2 separate regions of the Mus musculus genome follow, and region 2 is linked to region 1. Evidence: chromatin contacts called from public HiChIP or PLAC-seq data. All regions are on one chromosome and are shown on one strand. The core of a region is the stretch at or near the end of the contact, and the rest is flanking DNA. Distances in the headings are between cores, read along the strand shown. Region 1 holds the start of 1110046J04Rik (RIKEN cDNA 1110046J04 gene). Region 2 overlaps Bphl (biphenyl hydrolase-like (serine hydrolase, breast epithelial mucin-associated antigen)).

Region 1 (5,652 bases), core at 389-2,888:
ACCTTTTTTTTCCAACATGAAACACAGAACAACAATCATTCAAACAACAAAACAAAAACAAACATAAGTAGACAGACATATGGATAAATGGTGCACAGACGATAGACAGAGAGGGAATAGAACTTGATGTTTCAAAGGGACCCAGATATCCTAACCAGAACTAAGTATATCTCCAACAGGAGCCAGAGAGGAAGCAGGACCAATTTCTTCCTGTCCCTAGGAGAGCTCTGAAATATCTTATATCTATTTTCCTTCTCTTGTGCTAAAGCGTCCTGGACAGGGGACAACTCCATTTCTGAAACCTATTCTCTTTTTCTCTCTCTCGTGTTCAAGGCCTCACTCTTTATCTCCTTCTGGGAATTCTGCCAAAGAGAGAAGAGGCACAGTGGTAGCTACCGATAGTTGTTCTCCAGCGCCCTGCTTTTCTAACTTTCCCAATTTCTCTTCAACGTGACTAATTCTTTTACTTATATATTTACCATTCCTATTTCTGGGAATTAAGGACAACATAAATGTACTTGAGCTAAGAATTTTTCTAACATCTGTTTTGGTTGTTGTTGTTTTTTGTTTTTTACTCTTTTTATTTTATTTTAAATCCTACTCCTTTCACCTGGAGCAGCTCCTGGCTGTGGACAAATGCCTATTTAGAATTCCCTCGCCCCATTATGCAGCCACACCTTAGGCGAAGCCCATGTCGGGCCAACACTTCTTCAGCCTAGCCTGTATCCTCCTGAAAGCACTTTTTTACAGCAGCAGTTTCAAAAAATAAAATTTATGGCTAGCACTAGCATTAATGCTGCATGTTGCTTACAGTGCTTCATGGATACTTTCACTTTTCTTCTGTTTTCTGTGGCGCTCCACCCAAGACAGCACTTCTCAGTAGTCCCCCCTTCACCCCCACCCCAGTTTTCAAGTCCATCTGTAGCCATCTAGCAGCCATGGTTGAACTGGGTTTACCTGAAACGGGGGCTAGAAATAAGGTAAAGGGGTGAGAGAAGGATGAAGCTAAGACAAAGGTTCTGATCAAGGCTCAAAGTTTGATAATAAGCTTTGTGTTTATAAAGGAAAAAAAAAACCCACAAAATCCATCCACTTCTTCAGCTTGAGTATGTTGTAGCAGCAAGGTCAGCGCAAAAACCTTAAAGTTCCCATGGGTACCTGCAATTGCAGCCAAGACAGATGTCTGTGTCCAGGTTGATAAGGTCTGTTTAGCCTGCTGAAGGCTGGGAATACTGCTCATCCTTTTCATGGCTGGGAAAGGCTTACCCAAAGCTGAGAAGGCTACACTGGGACACAGGCACTGACCACCTTTCTTTATTTTTCTGTGCCTGCTGAATAAGATCTCTACCTCCAGCCCCAGTAGTTAAAAGTCTTTTCTTCCTTTCTCACTTTAAACTTATGATCTGCTTTGTCACAAGTATGTCCATCCACTAAGTGCTGGCACACTTCTGGCATCGCTAAGTGGAGGTAGCCAAAGCATCCAGAAAGTACCAGAAAGATCAGCTGCCCAATCTGAGGCAAAGTGGCCAAGAGCCAGAGGATAGGCTAGATTGTGGGTCCGCAGGCACTCACCTGGCCTTACTTACTCTCTTCCTTTTCCTACTCGGGAGCGGCCGCACCCTGGCCTTCAGACTCCTCCCGACTCTCCGCCCCCCATAAGTATTTAAGGCCTCGGGCGCGGTTGGGGCCTCCTCATCTCTTCTCTGCTTGCTACCAGTCCGGAAATCGAGAATCTAGGAGAATCTAGGGTATGCTCTTCGGTGGGCTGAGGCGGGGGTGGGGTGGCGGGGTGGGGGTGGGGAGCTGGGGACGCAGGCGGGTGTGGCGCGCGGCGAGAGCCCTGTGGACCTGACTCGGGTTCCCTCTGCTGCACAGCGGCTTCAGCGGGCCGTGACGCAGCCAAGTGAGTCGCCTTGTGATCCCAGCCATCTGGTGACATCGCCGCCCTCCCAGATCTGCCAGAGTCCTTGGAGGCGACGGCTAGCGAGGGATGGGGGCTGCGCGGAGCCGGCCTGGCTGCTGCGCGGGGCCCCGGGGCTACAGGTGATCACGTATGTCCTTCGATCCGGAGTGAACCTGGAGACTCCAGAGACGCAGGCTGGTGACGCACTAGGACGGGCGTTGGGATCTGGGAGGTGGGGGAGAGAGACCAAGGGCTGGGTGCTCAGACCCTTTCCTGTCCAGTGTGCCTGAATCTCCCAGGGGCGCTGCCCAGGCTGTGCTGGGAAGTTTGTGACAAATCTTAAGCACCCCGGAGGCCCACAAACATAAATACTTGTGAGAAACAATTCCAGATCTTTGGGTTTTGTTTGTTTGTTTGTTTGTTTGTTTTCCCTCCTACTAAACTCACAAATTTGATATCTGTCAGGTTAGGAGAAAATCATGGGCAAAGTTTTTGACAGTTTCTGTGCCAGAAGCACTTGGCATGTGAACTTGTTTTTTCCTCCCTCCTCTTTTTGATGGACCCAGAGCCTTGTAATGCTGAGCAAGTTCTTTCCTACTGAGATACATGCCTGGTCTTCCTCCTTTCCTCCCGTTAGGTTAGGTCTTTTCTCCACATTAGGATCAGAAATATGGACAGCTAGTATTCATATGGTGTCAGAAACACTGAGTGAGGGAAAACTGGGCGAGGTTTGGCACTTATTTTTCTGACTGCTTGGGAGGCAATTGATTGTAATAGGTCTTTTCCAGAGGCTGCTCATTTCCTTCCTCCAGTGGCTTAGGAGTTGGGTGTTGGATCTAATATATCAAGTAACCTTGGGTAAAAGTATGTGTGATCAGGGACTGTGGCGCTGGGGCTTGTGGGATGATTGCTGTTATCCGTTTACATGGGGTGTGTCCTAGTGTTTCAAGGCTGCTCTGAGTAATTGTATCCGATATGGCTTGTGTCATCACGCAGAAAGGGTGTGTTTGGGGCACTCTTGGCTCCATATACCAAGTTTATTTGGCTTCCTATACCTGCATGTCTCCCCATACCATCTCATACATGGATTTTACTTTTAGTCAACATGAAGCAGAAATCAAAATCTGATAGAAAACATTGAAGGAGAACTGAGATGTGTTGCTGTATACCTGTAATCCCAGGACCCAGGAGGCTGACGCAGAGAAATGAGAGTTTGAGCCCAATCTGGACTGCATAGACTCTTTCCCCTTTCTTGTTTTCTAAACAGCATGCTAATAGGGATCATTTATCTAGCTTTTACATTGTGCTGGGTATTTACACATCTCTAAACCATTTAAAGTTCACAGGGGCACTTATATTGGTTAGATCAAATATTAAGTTATTTTACATAAGTTAACTGAACACTTGAAGATTTGGCATCTTCAGATATCAACTGATATTCTTCAGATACCCAGAAATGACTGGGTACTTAAAGTTCCATTAGTCCGTTTTTAGTTCAAAGCATCTTTAAATTAGTTTAGTGAGTCAACAGTTGTACCTCCCACCATCATCCCCTTCTCTATCCAAAAGAGCCTTCAAGCATGTGCTGTAGGGTCACATGGAATACCAACTCTCTGCTTTCTGGACATGGGATTAAGCCACACAGTCAGTCTTTGCAGACCTTTCAGCTGTGTGTTGTCATTGTGCTAGTGAAAGGGAACAGATATTTGACCCTATTGCTTATATGCCCTTCTTGGCCAACCATCTCAGTAACCACTGGCCTCCAAGTGCCATACAAATGACATCCTTTGTGTGTTCTTGCACTTGGAGAAGGTTGGTGATGATTTTCTAACTGGCAGGAGTGGAGTCACTCAGGAGACAGTACTCAGGAACACCAAAAGTTACTGTCTTGATTAGGTCAGCATCTTGGCCAGGCCATTGAAGGGCCATCCTGATTATATTGAGGTTTGCAGACCTATTCTAAAAGTGGGCAGCACCGTTCTCTGGAATGCATAAAACATTGACAGCTAATTGAGTACAAATATTCATCTCCCTTGAACTCTGGAGCTCTGAGCCAAAGTAAACCCTACCTGAAGTTGCTTTTGTCAACAACAGACATCACGGAAGTCCTAGATGAGCTCAGTCCAAGAGTTTTAGCATCTGACAAATAGGTAATGCAGAAAGAGAGAGCACAGAGGCAGTCTATGAGAAATGAGCAGTGCCTTCAAAACTGTTTCCATAGTGAAAAGGAAGTTTTCTTAAATTGCTAGTTTAAAAGGGTCCTCCAAGAACCCAGCAAAATGTGTGAGTAGGGTCACAAAATTTGGTGTTTCTGAATATCTGAAATAAGAATAAGAATTCATATGCTTTCAGAGTTAGGGTTGTAGGGGGACAGTAGATAGATCCGGAGTCAATATGTCATCAGACTTTCCAACAGCAAAACTGGCAGCTGGGAAGCAGTGAAGCCATGCAAAGTCACATGTAACCTTTTGTAGACCCCGCCAAACTCAGTGGCATGGAATAATAACATATTTTCAAATGTTAGAAACCAGAATAGCTATAGTCTTTCTTAGAATGTGGTTGGACAATGTGCTGAATCAAAATAAGGGAACAAATAAGAAAACAAGAATATGTTTGGGTCCAGAAAGATGATATAGACTAAGAGGTATGATCTCTAGTATTCACAGAGTAAGAGCCCAGGAGTCCTGTCACTAATATGGCCAGTAAGCACTGGCTGTATGAAACATCCATATAATGAAAGAGTAGAGTAGTATGGTTGAGTACAGAGATGAATGCCTCCAAGTGCCAGTGGGTCTCAGAAGAGTCTAGTACATGAGAACTTGCAGTGATGATCTAATTTAAAGCATGGCCCCTGAGGGCCTTAAAGGAAACATCTATCCCATCTTGTCAACTGGTGTGTCCAACCATAGCAACTTGGTTTTCTGTTGTTTCGTGTGTATAATATATGCATGCATGCTCATATGCTTATGTCACGTAGGTGTAGATATACATGTGTATTGACTTGCATATAGAAATCAGAGGCCAATTTTAGATGTGGTTCCATGCAATTCACTTTGTTGAGATAGGCTCTCATAGTTGGCCACCGCATTTGCTAGGCTTCTGACCTATGAGCTTCTAGATAATCTTCTGTTTCCACCTCCCATCTCGCAGGATTGGAATTGTAGATATGTGCCACCTTGTCTGGCCTTACATGCTCAGGCTTCAAACTCAAGTCCTTACAGTTGCATGGCAGATGCTCTATCCACTGAACCATTTCCCCAGCTCAAATCAGCACCAATATTCAATCTATTCTCCAAGCAACACAATTAGTACTTCACAAATCCCCTCCTGAAAGAAACCAGGAGGGGAATCATATTGTGTTCTTGGTCTGGAAGAGTTCAGCATAGTACCCTCTTGTTCCTGTAAAGTCAGAATGTTTGAGACCAACAGCTCAGGGCAAAGTAACCAGTATAAAGGGATTCTCGATAGCCTTATGAGGACAATTCCGTGCACCAAGAAGAAAAAATGTTAGTTCATTAGAAATTTTTACAAAAAGGCTTGAGTCCATGAGTAAATTCAGATGAGGCAAATAAGATGACTTAAAGGGCACAAAGGAATTCAGCAGTGTTTATACTCCTAGGAATGTTAAAGCTGAGACATGTATTGTTATTACTTCTGCTGGGTACCCTTCCCTTTCCTGTAGCCCATTACTTCCCCTTCCCTTGTTCTGTCAGTTCCCAACCAGCTCAGAGAAGCCTTAGAGCTGTTGT
Region 2 (5,293 bases), core at 53-2,552, 120 kb before region 1:
GCATCAGGTGTGGCAGAATACACCAACATTTTTTTCACAGTGGCACACAATTTAGGACGTAAGGATTGATTACTCTGGAATTTTCCATTAACAATTTCAGAACACAGCTGAGTGAAGCTACAGAGAGTAAAGCCAAGGTAATGGGAGGCTGTGTTCCAATCTGAACCCAGTATGTACTGCACTCCCAGGTAAATCATTTACTAGGGCAAGACATTTAGCAAGAGGAACACATAGAGAGAAACGACTGAGTTCAGGTTGTAGACATAGTGAGGTATCTATGTGGCAATCAGATAAGAATCACATGAAGAGTCCATTGTGTGGGGCTCAGGAGAAAACAGAAGGGCACAGAGTGGGGACAGCATGGCATGGTGGAGTGCACCTGCAATCTGAGCTACCCCGGAGGCTGAGGTAGGAGGATAGCTCAAGCCCAAGGGCTTGAGGCCAGCATGGGCAACACACTGAGATGCCATCTTTAAAGGTGGGGAAGATGAGGCTGTCAGTCAGCATGTCAGTCCAGATCTGTGGAGTTCACAAGCTAACCAGCCTCAGCTAAGCTGTGAACCCCAAGTTCAGTAGGAGATCCCATTGCAGAAAACAAACATTGGAAGTGGACCTCTAGCCTCCACGTGTACAGCCACATGTACATGCACCCCCACGCTGATGCATGCATGTGTGTGTGTGTGAGTGCCCCCACACAGACATGTACACACACACACACACACACACACACACACACACAGAGTAAAAGAGGAGAGGATCAGAACAGAAAGCAAGGCCAGCTCCAAGGGCCTCAATGACGCTGTCCCAAATATCAAAGTCAGAGAGCAAACAGAGAGGGATGCCAGGACCATGACAGCACAGTGGCCGGAAAGCCAACCCAGAGGGAGCTCGTGGAGAGGGAGTGCACTGTACCATGCACAGCAGGAGACTGCTTTCAAAGGTTAGAGGGAGGGTTGGGGGAGGACACAGAGCAGCCAAGAGCCCAGAGGGTTTGCTTACATGGAAGGCAGTGTCTCCACTGGGCTGGTGGGCCAGAGGCCTCCTTCTGGGTTGAGAAAGTGGCCAGGGTGTTGAAGGAGGGAATTGGAGGTATCCTGGACAGTGAAGAGTATTGTGGGACAGAGAGAGCTTTCATTTCAGGAAGCAGGGGACACATCGGAAACCCACTCTTTGGTGACTATGACAAAGGGGTAAAAGGGTGAGAGTGCCCAGGACAAAGTGTCATCGTGTGGGCATGTGCGAAGCATTACAAGGCCCACCAGGGTGAGGGCTGCGGGACACCTCAGAGCACCCTGGGAGCTGCTATTGCGTGATTACTGAGAAGGACGTGGGCGGAGAGAGGGGAAGGTGTACTGAGGAAGGGCAGCCCACAGGAAGACAGAAGAGTTAGAAACTGGAGTGGAGCCAGACCGGGGAGGGGGGGGGTAGCGAAGCTGAGTGGACCTCTTTGAAGTTCCAAGGGTTTTTTAAGTGGGAGATGGAATTGCTTGATTTCTGTCCTACAAAGGATTCCACCCCCTCTGGAGGACAGAATATCCCAAGAGGCCAAGGTTCTTAGCAGGAGGGTGACGGGTATGGGGGAGGAGGATATAACTCAGGAGTCATTGTGTGGCATGAACAGAACAAAGCCACCAGGAGATGCAAAGGGCAGAGGGAGACTGATCCCTCAGGAGAAGGCTACACGCATTCAGAGGGCGTGGACTGTTAGCTGAATGGCAGAGGAAAGGTGAGTAGAGATGGGGCGGCATTCAACTTTAGAACTTTAGATAGTCCAGATCCGAGGGTGCAACGTAAGCCATAACAAAGTAAAAGAATTGAAACCGGACAGATATGTTTCCCAAATCTAAAAGAATTAAATGCTAATAGCAGAAAGATATCTAGGACACCCTAGGTATTTAGAAATTAAACGTTACATTTCTAAATGCCTATAAATGAACGCAAAGTTTGAGGCGCTATTAGAAAAGATATTTTGAACTATCTCTTGCTGAGTGAAAATATAACACAGTAAAATCTGTAGGTTTTGAGATGGCTAATTTTGGGTGTTAACTTGACCACACCTGGAAACAACTAAAAAGCAAGCTGCTGGACACTCCTATGAGGGATTTTCTTAATCAGATCATTTGAAACAGGAAGACCCACTCCACATGTGGGTGGCACCTTCTGATGGCAGCCCAGATAACAGGACAAGGAAGAAGGAAATTTCTTTGTGCCTGCTTGACTTCACTCTTGCTGGCAAGTCCATCTATCCTATTGCTGGCTGTGCTGGCTGGTTTTATGTCAACTTCACACTATCTAGAGAGTCGTTTGGGATGAGGGAACCTCAGTTGAGAAAATGCTCTCACCAGACTGCCTGTGGACAAGTGTGTGGTGCATTTTATTGCTTGATGATTGACATGGGAGAGCCTGGCTCGCTGTGGGTGGGACCCCATGAGCCGGTGGTCCTGAGCACTGTAAGTGTACAGACTCAGCAAAGAAAGAGGAAGGCAGTAAGCAGCATCTCCCCAAGGCTTCTGCTTCCATCTCTGCCCCCAGGTTTCCACCTCAAGTTTTTGCTCTGATTTCTCTCAGGGTAGAGTGTGACCTGAGAGTTGTAACGTGAAATAGAGCCTTTTCTCTTGTAGTTGCTTTTGGTCACGGTTTTTGCATAGCAATAAGAATCCTAACTAGGATATAGCGGCATTCCTTCCTCAATGTTCAAACCACCTTCTTCAGGATTCCAATGTTGACTGAAGGCCAATGGCTGTTCAAAAATCCTCCAAGCCTTTGGAATGGAACTGCTAAGACATTCAGCCTTGCCAATGGAGACCCTACTAGACAGGACTGGATTCTCAGTTGCTCAGGTGTGAGACAGCCCTTGCCGGGCTGCCAAGGCTGCTTCCTAATCTGTATTTAATAAGTCTAATTAATCTAATAGATCTTTATATGCACAGGTGCTTAGCTCTAGCAGCTCTAGAGGAAAATTTACAGCATTAAATGATATATTAGAAAAGACTAAACATCTCAAAGCAATAATCTAAGATTTCTACTCTGAGATTGGAGGGAATAAAGCGAATCAGAACCCAAAGCAAGCAGGAGGAGGACAGAAATAATGGAAGACAGAAAACAAAACCAAGCCAACATTAGAAACAGATACTTTAAAAGATCAGTGACTGGCCGGGCAAGGAAGATGTGACACAGATGACCAATGTGGACACAGGAGGTGTTTCTACAGACCTTACAACTTAAGGCATGACTCAAATGTCTAGAGGGTAGTGAGGGAGTGCTCCCGATGAGTTAAAAGTACGGCACTTTGACGATACCATACTTGCTATGGTGAGACCCATGCAGCAGAAGACTAGAACGACCACAACGCCACTGAAGTAGAGAGAACACAGACACCTATTTTGTAAAGTTATGGAGTGGGACACAGTGTAATAAAGAGGAACTGCAGGGGAAGGGGGCAGTGTTCTGGAGCAGGAGTAGTGTTTACCCATTGAGGCAGAGAGCAAGAGCCCAGGAAGAGAAGTGGAGGATTTGGAAGAAGCAAGGGCACTGGGTGCCAGAGGCAGCGGGGGCTCACGGATGGCAAAAGAGGAACAGGCTACTCTAAGCCAGGGTGGTGAGGACAAGTGGAGGCCAGATTAGGGTTGCTTTCTAAGTCATCTGTTACTTAAGAGTTTCAGATTGCTTTAAAAACAGGAAGAGCACAGAGAACTAAGATTCTAGAACTTAAGATTCTAGCCTCCAAGTAGTTTACAATGAGAATAGCAGAATACCTGGAAGAGACTTTGCACGTGCTGGGCTCTGCAAACTTTTCCTTTGGGGCCAGGGAGTAAATATTTCAGGCTCCGAAGGCCAAGATATCCATCAAAGACATAGTATAGGCACAGCCTAGGAGAGAAAATGCTGGACCCACTGGGGGCAAACCTCTTCTGTTAGGCCATCTGTAGTTTAGTAGAGACACAGAAAGCTTCTAGTGAGAAAGGAGAGCCATGATAGGTCAGACTGGCAGGGAAGAGTGGTTGGAAGCCCAGGTAGCCTCTCTTTCGCCCCAGTGACCCCTAAGCCCTGGGAACCCCTCTCTCCTTCTGAGAACATGATTCTCCCAATTCAGAAAGGTTGCTAGAAACTAACCAATGCCAAGGCTGGGTGCCTAGCAACTGCCAACACTCCCATAAGCTCTGGCTATGGTATAAGCTGGGCAGTAATGCTGGGAGTAGAAGAAAAATGGGGAAGAGTTAGGGTGTAGATGCCCCAGCTTGGTCTCCAACTCATGAGCTAACTTTCATTGGTGCCTCAAAATTGTAAAAGTGGTAGGCTGGAGTTGAACCACAGGCTGGATGGCACTGGCCTCACTCTTGTACCCCTAAAGACCTAAAGGAGAAGCTTAAAGAAGGCCTTAGCCAAGAAAACTGTACAAATCATTGTAAGCAAAACACAGGTTCATTTTTCAGCATAGTGTTTCCTTACATAATCATTATATTAATTTATTCATGTATTCATCCATCCATCTATCCATCCATCCATCCATCCATCCATCCATCCATCCATCCATCCATTTATTCATTCATTCATGGTTTTTATTTTGAGACCAGGCCACGCTATATTGCCCATGCTGGCTTCAAACTCAGAAATCTCCAGTCTTGACCTTGTGAGGAGCTGAGATCACAGGCATGTACTACCACAACTGGCTTTTTCATATTACTTAAAATGAGGTTATGAGTAACACTTCACAACACCCCCGCCTTCTGCCAAGCTCACTCCCTGAGGTAGCGAGTGTAAATACTGCTGTTGCGGAGCTTCGGCCTGAGTCATGCAAGTTTCACTTCTGGAAATAGAAAACTATCCATTTCTAGGTTGGTTAAATTCGGTGGCTTTCCTGAAAACTCACTCTTCTTTTGACCTTGGAGCTGAGAACTGCAAGTGGATGAGATGTGACTTGTCAGCCAACACACATCGAAGCAAGAGACGGGGAGGGAATGAGAAGGATCATCATGACTGTGCCTACGGCGGGCAGCACTTACCCTGGTAAATCCTGCTGTCTTCCTCGGTGACATAGGCATTTGCTCCCCAGATCACCATCTTGCGGATATAAGATGGGTACTTTGCAGCAGCGATGAGCGCAGTTATGCCGCCATCACTCCAGCCCAGGAGGGAGACCTGCTTGAACTGTAGAGCCTGTGGGTGACACAGCAGGATGCACAGCACAGTTACCACTGCGCTACGCTGAAAGAACCTGGGTGGTGGTGATCAGAGTTCTGTAAGTCTGCCACTTAGATCTGGCGTCAATTAATTAGCTTTGCTACATTGTCAT

The links. HiChIP or PLAC-seq counts read pairs in DNA pulled down with a chosen protein or histone mark.
Region 2: a contact with region 1 is called in an HNF4G HiChIP or PLAC-seq map of pancreatic cancer cells. The contact joins the enhancer-like site here to the promoter of 1110046J04Rik in region 1. A contact is called at or near these places in 4 of 39 promoter capture datasets (the 3T3-L1 cell line, embryonic stem cells, neutrophils and 1 more), 1 of 115 datasets of contacts at active chromatin or transcription factors (pancreatic cancer cells) and 2 of 9 other capture datasets (adipose tissue and liver).

The regions. Positions count from the first base shown.
Region 1 is chr13:33,932,018-33,937,669 of GRCm38.p6, reverse strand. It overlaps 1110046J04Rik (RIKEN cDNA 1110046J04 gene), which reads right to left and starts at 1,638. Exons shown (of 5, transcript NR_040707.1): 1 at 1,573-1,638. It overlaps Serpinb6a (serine (or cysteine) peptidase inhibitor, clade B, member 6a), which reads left to right and starts at 1,587. Exons shown (of 7, transcript NM_009254.3): 1 at 1,587-1,748.
Region 2 is chr13:34,050,145-34,055,437 of GRCm38.p6, reverse strand. It overlaps Bphl (biphenyl hydrolase-like (serine hydrolase, breast epithelial mucin-associated antigen)), which reads right to left. Exons shown (of 7, transcript NM_026512.1): 4 at 5,004-5,157. Among named protein-coding and RNA genes, the nearest start is that of Bphl, 15 kb to the right of the region's middle. Within about 2 kb of position 1,302, at least 28 of the 459 cell types and tissues checked have an H3K27ac peak or open chromatin away from gene starts, as enhancers often do. A contact at or near this core is called in liver and pancreatic cancer cells, where this site is marked.